2 separate regions of the Mus musculus genome follow, and region 1 is linked to region 2. A link is a contact called in public promoter capture Hi-C data. All regions are on one chromosome and are shown on one strand. Each heading gives the region's core, a stretch centred on a gene start, on an enhancer-like site or on the middle of the called end of the contact. The rest is flanking DNA. Distances are from core to core; before and after follow the strand shown. Region 1 overlaps Klb (klotho beta). Region 2 overlaps Rfc1 (replication factor C (activator 1) 1).

Region 1 (3,658 bases), core at 602-3,101, 100 kb after region 2:
CTCCAGCTGTGCAGTTCCCTTGAGAAGTCCTAAGGCTGGGGAGATGACTCGGTGGGCAAATTACTTGCTATGCAAGCAAGAGGTCCTGAGTTTGACCCCCAGCACCCGAATAAAACAGGTGGGTGCAGGACTGGTGAGATGGCTCAGCCAGAAAAGGCACTTGCCACAAGCCAGACCCTGAGTTCAATCCTGGGGCTCACATGATGGAAAGACGGAAGTGACTTCAGCAAGATGGCCTCACACATGCGCTGAGACATGAACTCATCCACACAGAGGCATCACACATGCACACACATGTGCCACACACACAAACACATACACCACACATACACACACTCACCACACATATGCATTTACACAGACACACACATCCACCACACACACACACATGCCCCACACATACTCACCCCCACACAGGTACCACACACACATACACACACACATACATGGTCACCTCCCACACACACTTCCTTCACCACAATACATAAAATATAACTTAAATAAATAAGTCCTAAATGTGGAGAGAAATCCCAGCTCCTGCAGGAAAGATATTTCAGAGGAGATTTTAGAAAGAGCAAGTCCCTCTCCCAGTCTCCCCACCCACCTGGCTCTGCAAAAAGGAACAGCTTAGAACGCAGCCACACCCAACTACATGAACCTGAAGGAAGGGTGGCTCATATGATAATATATACAGGCCCTTGGGTCAAATGTCTTTCACTTGGACAAAGGGGTTTACCTGTTCCACCCTTCTTCATAACACCACACTACTGGGAAACCAGAACCACGACTTGCTGAAACACATTTGTCATTTTGAAATTTCTTGTCATGGTTTTCAACCTTTCTTTCAAGGAAGGATTTTTCTTTCTTTTTTTTTTTTTTTTTTTTTCTTTTTTTCCTCGAGACAGGGTTTCTCTGTGTAGCCCTGGCTGTCCTGGAACTCACTCCGTAGACCAAGCTGGCCTCGAACTCAGAAATCCGCCTGCCTCTGCCTCCCGAGTGCTGGGATTAAAGGCATGTGCCACCACTGCCAGGCTATCAAATCTCATTATAGATGGTTGCAAGCTACCACGTAGTTGCTGAGGATCTCAAGCCCCCTGAAAGAGCAGACAGTGCTCTTCACCACTGAGCCATCTCTCCAGCCTCTGGATTTTCTACCTTTTAGAAAAACAATGTTAATGATAATTAGATGGCAAAATGCAGTGATGAGGCATCTCTCTGAGGGGAATAAAAGGGCGTTGCTGTTGTTGTTGTTTGTTTGTTTTAAGAAAAATGGTTCAAGTGGGGGATAGGGAGATGGCTCAGCAGTTGAGAGCACCAAGCACCGCCTGCTCTTACAGAGGTCCCAGGTTCAATTCCTGGCACACTAACTCTAACCACCCACATGGCAGCTCACGACTGTCTGTAACTGAAGTTCTTCTGAATACGCTTTATCAGGCCTCCCTGGATACAGACACAGAGAGAGCTCACAGATAAACATGCAGGCAAAAACACTCCTGCATGGGAAATAAAATTAAAATAATAAAAATTTTTAAATGATTCAGGGCTAATTTCAGTTTTTACTGTAGACCAGGTTGGCCTTGAACTCACAGAGATCTGCCTGCCTCTGTCTGCAGAGTGCTGGGATCAAAGTCGTACACTGCTACACCTGGCTCCCACTCAGAGTTTGAAAGCTGAGAAAGCCCTTAGAGAACATCCTTCCCGATATTTTCCTTTGCAGATGAGGTAACTGAGGCTCTGCACCTTGCCCAACAGCTCCTGCCCCAAGATGCAGCAGGACCTGGCCTGGGCCTGTTGCCCTTCAGCCCAGCCACCTCTCACACCACTTCCATGCCTTCCGCCTGCATTTGCTGTGACGTCCTGAGAGCTGGTATTTTCAGTCCCTGGAGGACAATTTCACAGAACAGACAGTAGTACACAGACAGGAACTAGCCCAAACTCGGAATGAGAAACTCTGGGTCGCCAGTCAACATCTATATCCCAAAAGGCTCTGGAACTGCCGAGCCCCAGGACACAGATCTGCGCACTAAATATCACCTCATCCCACTTTTTAAATTTTTGAGATGGGGTCACACTATGTAGCTCTGGATGACCTGGAACTCAATATGTTGACCAAGCCAAACTTGAACTCAGAGATCTGCCTACCTCTGCTTCCTGAGTGTTGAAATTAAAGGCATATACCATCCGTCATACCCTGCTAAACAATGTGATTAAAAACGTGTAACTATCAGGAAGAATGTTTTAATGAGATCTTCCAACTATCACTCACCAGGGTAGGGAGTGCGTACTGTTTATTTCTTTTGAGTGTAGGGCGCATGTGGAAGTCAGAGGACAACTTTTGACACTTGGTCCCCTTGTACCATGCAGGCCTCTGACTCAACTTTGTCAAGCTTCATAGTAGGTGCCTTTACAGATGCAGCTATTTTGCTGGCCCCAAATCAATAATTTGTGGTTTGATATAAAATGCTTGATATTTAGGAAAAGAGTTACTTTTGTAATGTGCTGTGTCCTGGCACTTTGTAAACGAACTAGAATGTTTTAGTCCTCTGAAAATCGCTGCTTCCTTTTCTCTGTGCAGCAATAAAATTTGATGAAATCCGCGTGTTTGGTTATACGGCCTGGACTCTCCTGGATGGCTTTGAGTGGCAGGATGCCTATACGACCCGACGAGGGCTGTTTTATGTGGACTTTAACAGTGAGCAGAAAGAGAGGAAACCCAAGTCCTCGGCTCATTACTACAAGCAGATCATACAAGACAACGGCTTCCCTTTGAAAGAGTCCACGCCAGACATGAAGGGTCGGTTCCCCTGTGATTTCTCTTGGGGAGTCACTGAGTCTGTTCTTAAGGTAAGTGGCTACAGCTGAATTAACCACGCACCAGGGGAGATAGTATACAGTATGGTTTTTTGTTTTGTTTTGTTTTACAGTATGTTTTTACAAGTGTAAAATACATGTAAGGATATCTTAGTCATTGTTCTGTTGCTGTGAAGAAACATCATGACCACAGCAAGTCTGGGGTCTTCAATTGGGGCTGGTTCACAACTCATCAGCATGGTGAGAAGCATGGCAGCATGCAGGCAGACACGGTGCTAGAGAGGTCGCCCTATGAACCAATGGAGGCCATTTTTATTCAAACCATCACAGATGCTTTGCCTGCATATATGTCTGTCTGCCTGGTGACCACAGAGGCCAGAAGAGTGCATTGGATGTCCTAGGATTAGGGATATGTGTGTGCTTGTGTGTGTGTGTGTGTGTGTGTGTCTGTGTCTGTGTCTGTGTGTGTGCCTTTCACACAGATACTATGAAAGACTATTCAACGTTCTTAACTGCCATGCCTCCAACCCTGTGTGTTTGCATATGTGGTGCATATTGCAGTCCATGCAGAGGTTAGAGGACAAACTGTGGAGTTAGTTATTTCCCTCTACCTTTTTTGGGTTTGAGGGATTGAACTCAGGTCTCGAAGCTTCTGAGTAAATGCTTCCCCCTCTGAGTCATCTCCCCCACCCGAATCCACTATCTGTTTAGTTAGGTTTTTTCAAGACAGGGTTTCTCTGTGTAGTCTTAGCTACCCTGGAACTCTCTCTTGTAGACCAGGCTGGCCTCAAACTCACAGAGATCTCCCGAGTGCTAGGATTAAAGGCCTACCCGGAGAATCCACTGG
Region 2 (3,654 bases), core at 1,147-3,646:
TGGTTAGCCTGGTACTCACTCTGTAACCCAGAGCAGTCTCAGACTTATGGCAGTCCTCCTGTGTCAGCCTTTGCTGGATCACAGGTTGGTGTAACCACACTCGGCCTTCTCAATTACATCCACACGTTTGTTTGAAAATGAGAAAACGATGCCTCATTCTTGAAGTACAGATATTTTCTCTATGTATTTTTAAAGCACAGACTTTATATATATTTACTATATATAATATAAATAATATAAGCAAAATATTTATATTATAATATATAAATAATATACGTTGTGCGTGCGTGTGTGTGTGTGTGTGTGTGTGTGTGTGTGTGTGAGAGAGAGAGAGAGACAGACAGACAGACAGACAATAACAACAAACCCAACTACACTTACCTGGGTGGGCAGAAGACTCCAGTTTTGCTTACTCCGGATCTGATTGTCCACTAAGTCACCGTCACATATGCTATCTGCTGCCCGGCTTAAAAGCATCAAGTGCTTTTTCATGTCACCTCTGCAGAGAAGAGCCAGTCTAGTTACACTACTATCCACTCCCAGCCACGCTTGCACAAGGCTCTGGTCTCTGTGGTGTAGAGAACCCCGATCCTGCCCCTTGCTGCCCTCAGTGCTCACCCTGCAGCCACAGGCTTTACATGCAGGTAGTTCTCCTGGACAAAGAGGGGTGCTATGGAATAGTCATGGAAGAAGAGATCTGACTTGTCCATCAGTGACATGTGTGCAGTCTCCTCTCCAGCTGCAAACACTTTCCGAGTGACATCAAATGGGCCCTGCCAACAAGGGGCAGAAAATGACTGAATGACCAAAACCTAATACTGGTGAAGATGACGCTGGAGCAATAGGCACCTTCACTGCCTGCTGAGGAGAATTATATGATACTTTAGGGGTTCCAAATGACCTAAAATTATGTTTACACAAAATCCTACACATAGTGTTCTAGCACTTTCATCCCAACTGTGGAATCTAGAAGTACTAAGATACTTCTTCCAGTAACCGAATGATAAATAAACTGATATATCTCAGGCCTTGGACTCAACAATTTTAATAAAAATATCAGCCATGAATGTTGGGACACACCAGTAATCCTAGCACTTAGAGATGAGGTTCAAAGCCTGCCTCAGCTACATACTGAGCTTCAGGCCAGCTCAAGTGAGTTACCAGCAATGCAATCTCAAAAGACCATACAAACAAAAAGAACAGTTCATTAAAGGACATGACGGAGCCTTGAATGTACACACTCTACTGTGGGAAAGAAGTCAATCTCCAAAGGCTGCACACTGTATGATTCCCACTACATGGCACTCAGGCAAAACCATGGAGATGGAAGACTGGTGGTTATAGAAGGAGGGGGACTGGAGAGATGACTCAGCAGTTAAGAGCACTGACTGCTGCTCTTCCAGAGGTCCTGAGTTCAATTCCCAGCAACCACATGGTGGCTCACAACCATCTGTAATGGGATCTGATGCCCTCTTCTGGTGTGTCTAAAGACAGCTGCAGTGTACTCATATACATAAAAATAAATAAACCTTTTTTTAAAAAAAGAGGAAGGAATTAAGGATGCCGAGTCTGAGCCCAGGGAAACTACTGTAGTTCTGCAGTGGTAGAACACACCACTGCCCGCCTGTGAGAAAACACAGAGTGTGCAATGTCAAGAATGAGCCCTAGTGAAGTTACTGACTGAGACTCTGGTGCAGGATGCTAAATGAAGTGTACGCTGGAGTGGCTTGCATGGGAAACCTCTGTGCCTTCTACTACATTTTGCTGCAAACTTAAAACTACTTCAAAATCTAAAGTATATCATTTCTTTTTTTAAAAAAGCTAACTATCTATAATTTTGGATAGTAAAGCAGAGCAGAGACAAGAGATAGAGACCTCTAGCTTTGGAAGTTAAACTAACGCACTTGAAACATAGAATTCCCAATAGTACAACCACGGAGGCCACAAATGCATGCAGAAGGTCCAATGGAAAAATCGCTCTCAGTGAGGAAGCATGGGGCTCATTTAAAATATCCCTTTTCATCAGTCTATAAAGATGGCCATGCTAGAAAAAAAGCTCACTGTCTACAGGTCTGACAAGTCTGTGAGCTCTAGAAGTACACCAAGAGATAATTATGTCTACAAAGCTAATATAAGCAGGACAAGAAACACCAACTTCATAACATAACTAAAAAATGGAAACTCATTTTACCAGTCTGATATCCTTCTTAGCCCTCTGAGAATCAGCCTTGGCTTGGTCATAGGTCAGGGCCTTACTTTGTGCACACCACATACTGAGATTGTGTAAAACCTAGAAAAAACACAAAGACGACAATGCCAGGATGAGAAATGGCTGCTCTTTTCCTATCCTGTGCAAGTTTCGAGAGTGGGCAGCTAAAGTACTGACAACTGCCAAGAGCTAGAAGCTGGCTCAGCTGCTCTCCCAACACCCACAAAGCAGCTCGCAGCCATCTGTAACTCCAGTTCCAGGGAGTCTGATGCCCTCTTTTGGCCTCTGCCAATCTAGACACACAAGTGGTAAGTCACATAAATACAGGCAAAATATCCACACACATAAAATAATAAAATTAAATTTAGAAAAGTAACAACTTCCCCAAAATAAATATCTAACTCACCTGTCTGACATCTTGATTAGCTCCCAAAATTATTTCATTCATAGCTGGAGGGGGGATTTTTAAACCCTCTTTAAATGCAATAGACAGCATTGCACTCTGAAATTAACAAACAAGAAAATTGTCATTGACATTTTTTTAACACATAGCATCTGCAATTCTATGGATATTTATGAGATTCTTTTAAAACTGACCCTTGAGTTGGGTTGCTTAAGCCTTTAATCCTAGCATTCAGGAGGCAGAGGCAGACAGATCTCTATTGAGTTCCAGGCCAGCCTGGTCTACAGAGAGAGCTACAGGACAGCCAGGGCTACACAGAAGCCCTGTTTTGAAAAAAAAAATTGACCCTTGAGTTTTCAGTTATCAATCATCATATCTTAGGTAAAACTCACTGGTTACCGCACTGACACTGCCTAAAGTTAAAAATCAACCTTTATATAAATATAATAATGTCATTTTAAAAATATTCTGGGCTAGTGTGCAGGCTAGTTTTACATCAACCTCACAGAAACTATCTGAGAAGAGGAAAAACTGACTGACAAAAACCTCCCTAAGATCAGGCTGTAGGCAAGCCGGAAGGGCATTTTCTTAATTAGTGACTAATGGGAAAGGGTACAGTCTATGATAGGTGGGGCCAGCCCTGGGCTGGTGGCCTGAGTTCTATAAGAAAGCAGGCTGGGCAAGCCATTCAGCAGCATCTACCATGAATCAGCTCCTGCCTCTCTCAACTCCTGACTTCCTGGCAAATAACCTTTGCCCTTCAAGTTGTCTTGTCAGTATTTCATCATAGTGACAGGAACCCTGAGACAGCAAGATGGGTACAGGCATTTCCCATCATGCCTGGTGCCTGCGACTGATCCTAGAACCCCCATAAGTGAACTGACACCCAGAAATGCCCTGTTACCTCCACATGTACACCCTACTGCATTGCATGAGCGTGCACGTGTATGCCTGTGAACACACATACTCCCAAAATTTTTTTAAATTCTTTGTAATTATAATCATCATACCTTAATCTGTTCAACTCGAGGTCTTTGGAAAC

What was found. Capture Hi-C pulls out chosen DNA fragments and counts their contacts.
Region 1: a promoter capture Hi-C map of adipose tissue shows a contact between it and region 2. The contact joins two enhancer-like sites. A contact is called at or near these places in 1 of 39 promoter capture datasets (hippocampal neurons), 4 of 484 Hi-C or Micro-C datasets (the HPC-7 cell line, bone marrow-derived macrophages, embryonic heart and 1 more), 2 of 115 datasets of contacts at active chromatin or transcription factors (bone marrow-derived macrophages and embryonic stem cells) and 2 of 9 other capture datasets (adipose tissue and pancreatic islet).

What each region holds. Positions count from the first base shown.
Region 1 is chr5:65,373,105-65,376,762 of GRCm38.p6, forward strand. It overlaps Klb (klotho beta), which reads left to right. Exons shown (of 5, transcript NM_031180.2): 3 at 2,576-2,844. Among named protein-coding and RNA genes, the nearest start is that of Rpl9, 16 kb to the right of the region's middle. Within about 2 kb of position 1,852, at least 5 of the 459 cell types and tissues checked have an H3K27ac peak or open chromatin away from gene starts, as enhancers often do. A contact at or near this core is called in adipose tissue, where this site is marked.
Region 2 is chr5:65,271,760-65,275,413 of GRCm38.p6, forward strand. Rfc1 (replication factor C (activator 1) 1) reads right to left here. Exons shown (of 25, transcript NM_001347357.1): 17 at 3,623-3,654; 18 at 2,616-2,711; 19 at 2,192-2,290; 20 at 619-773; 21 at 382-499. Among named protein-coding and RNA genes, the nearest start is that of Rfc1, 62 kb to the right of the region's middle. Within about 2 kb of position 2,397, at least 13 of the 459 cell types and tissues checked have an H3K27ac peak or open chromatin away from gene starts, as enhancers often do. A contact at or near this core is called in adipose tissue, where this site is marked.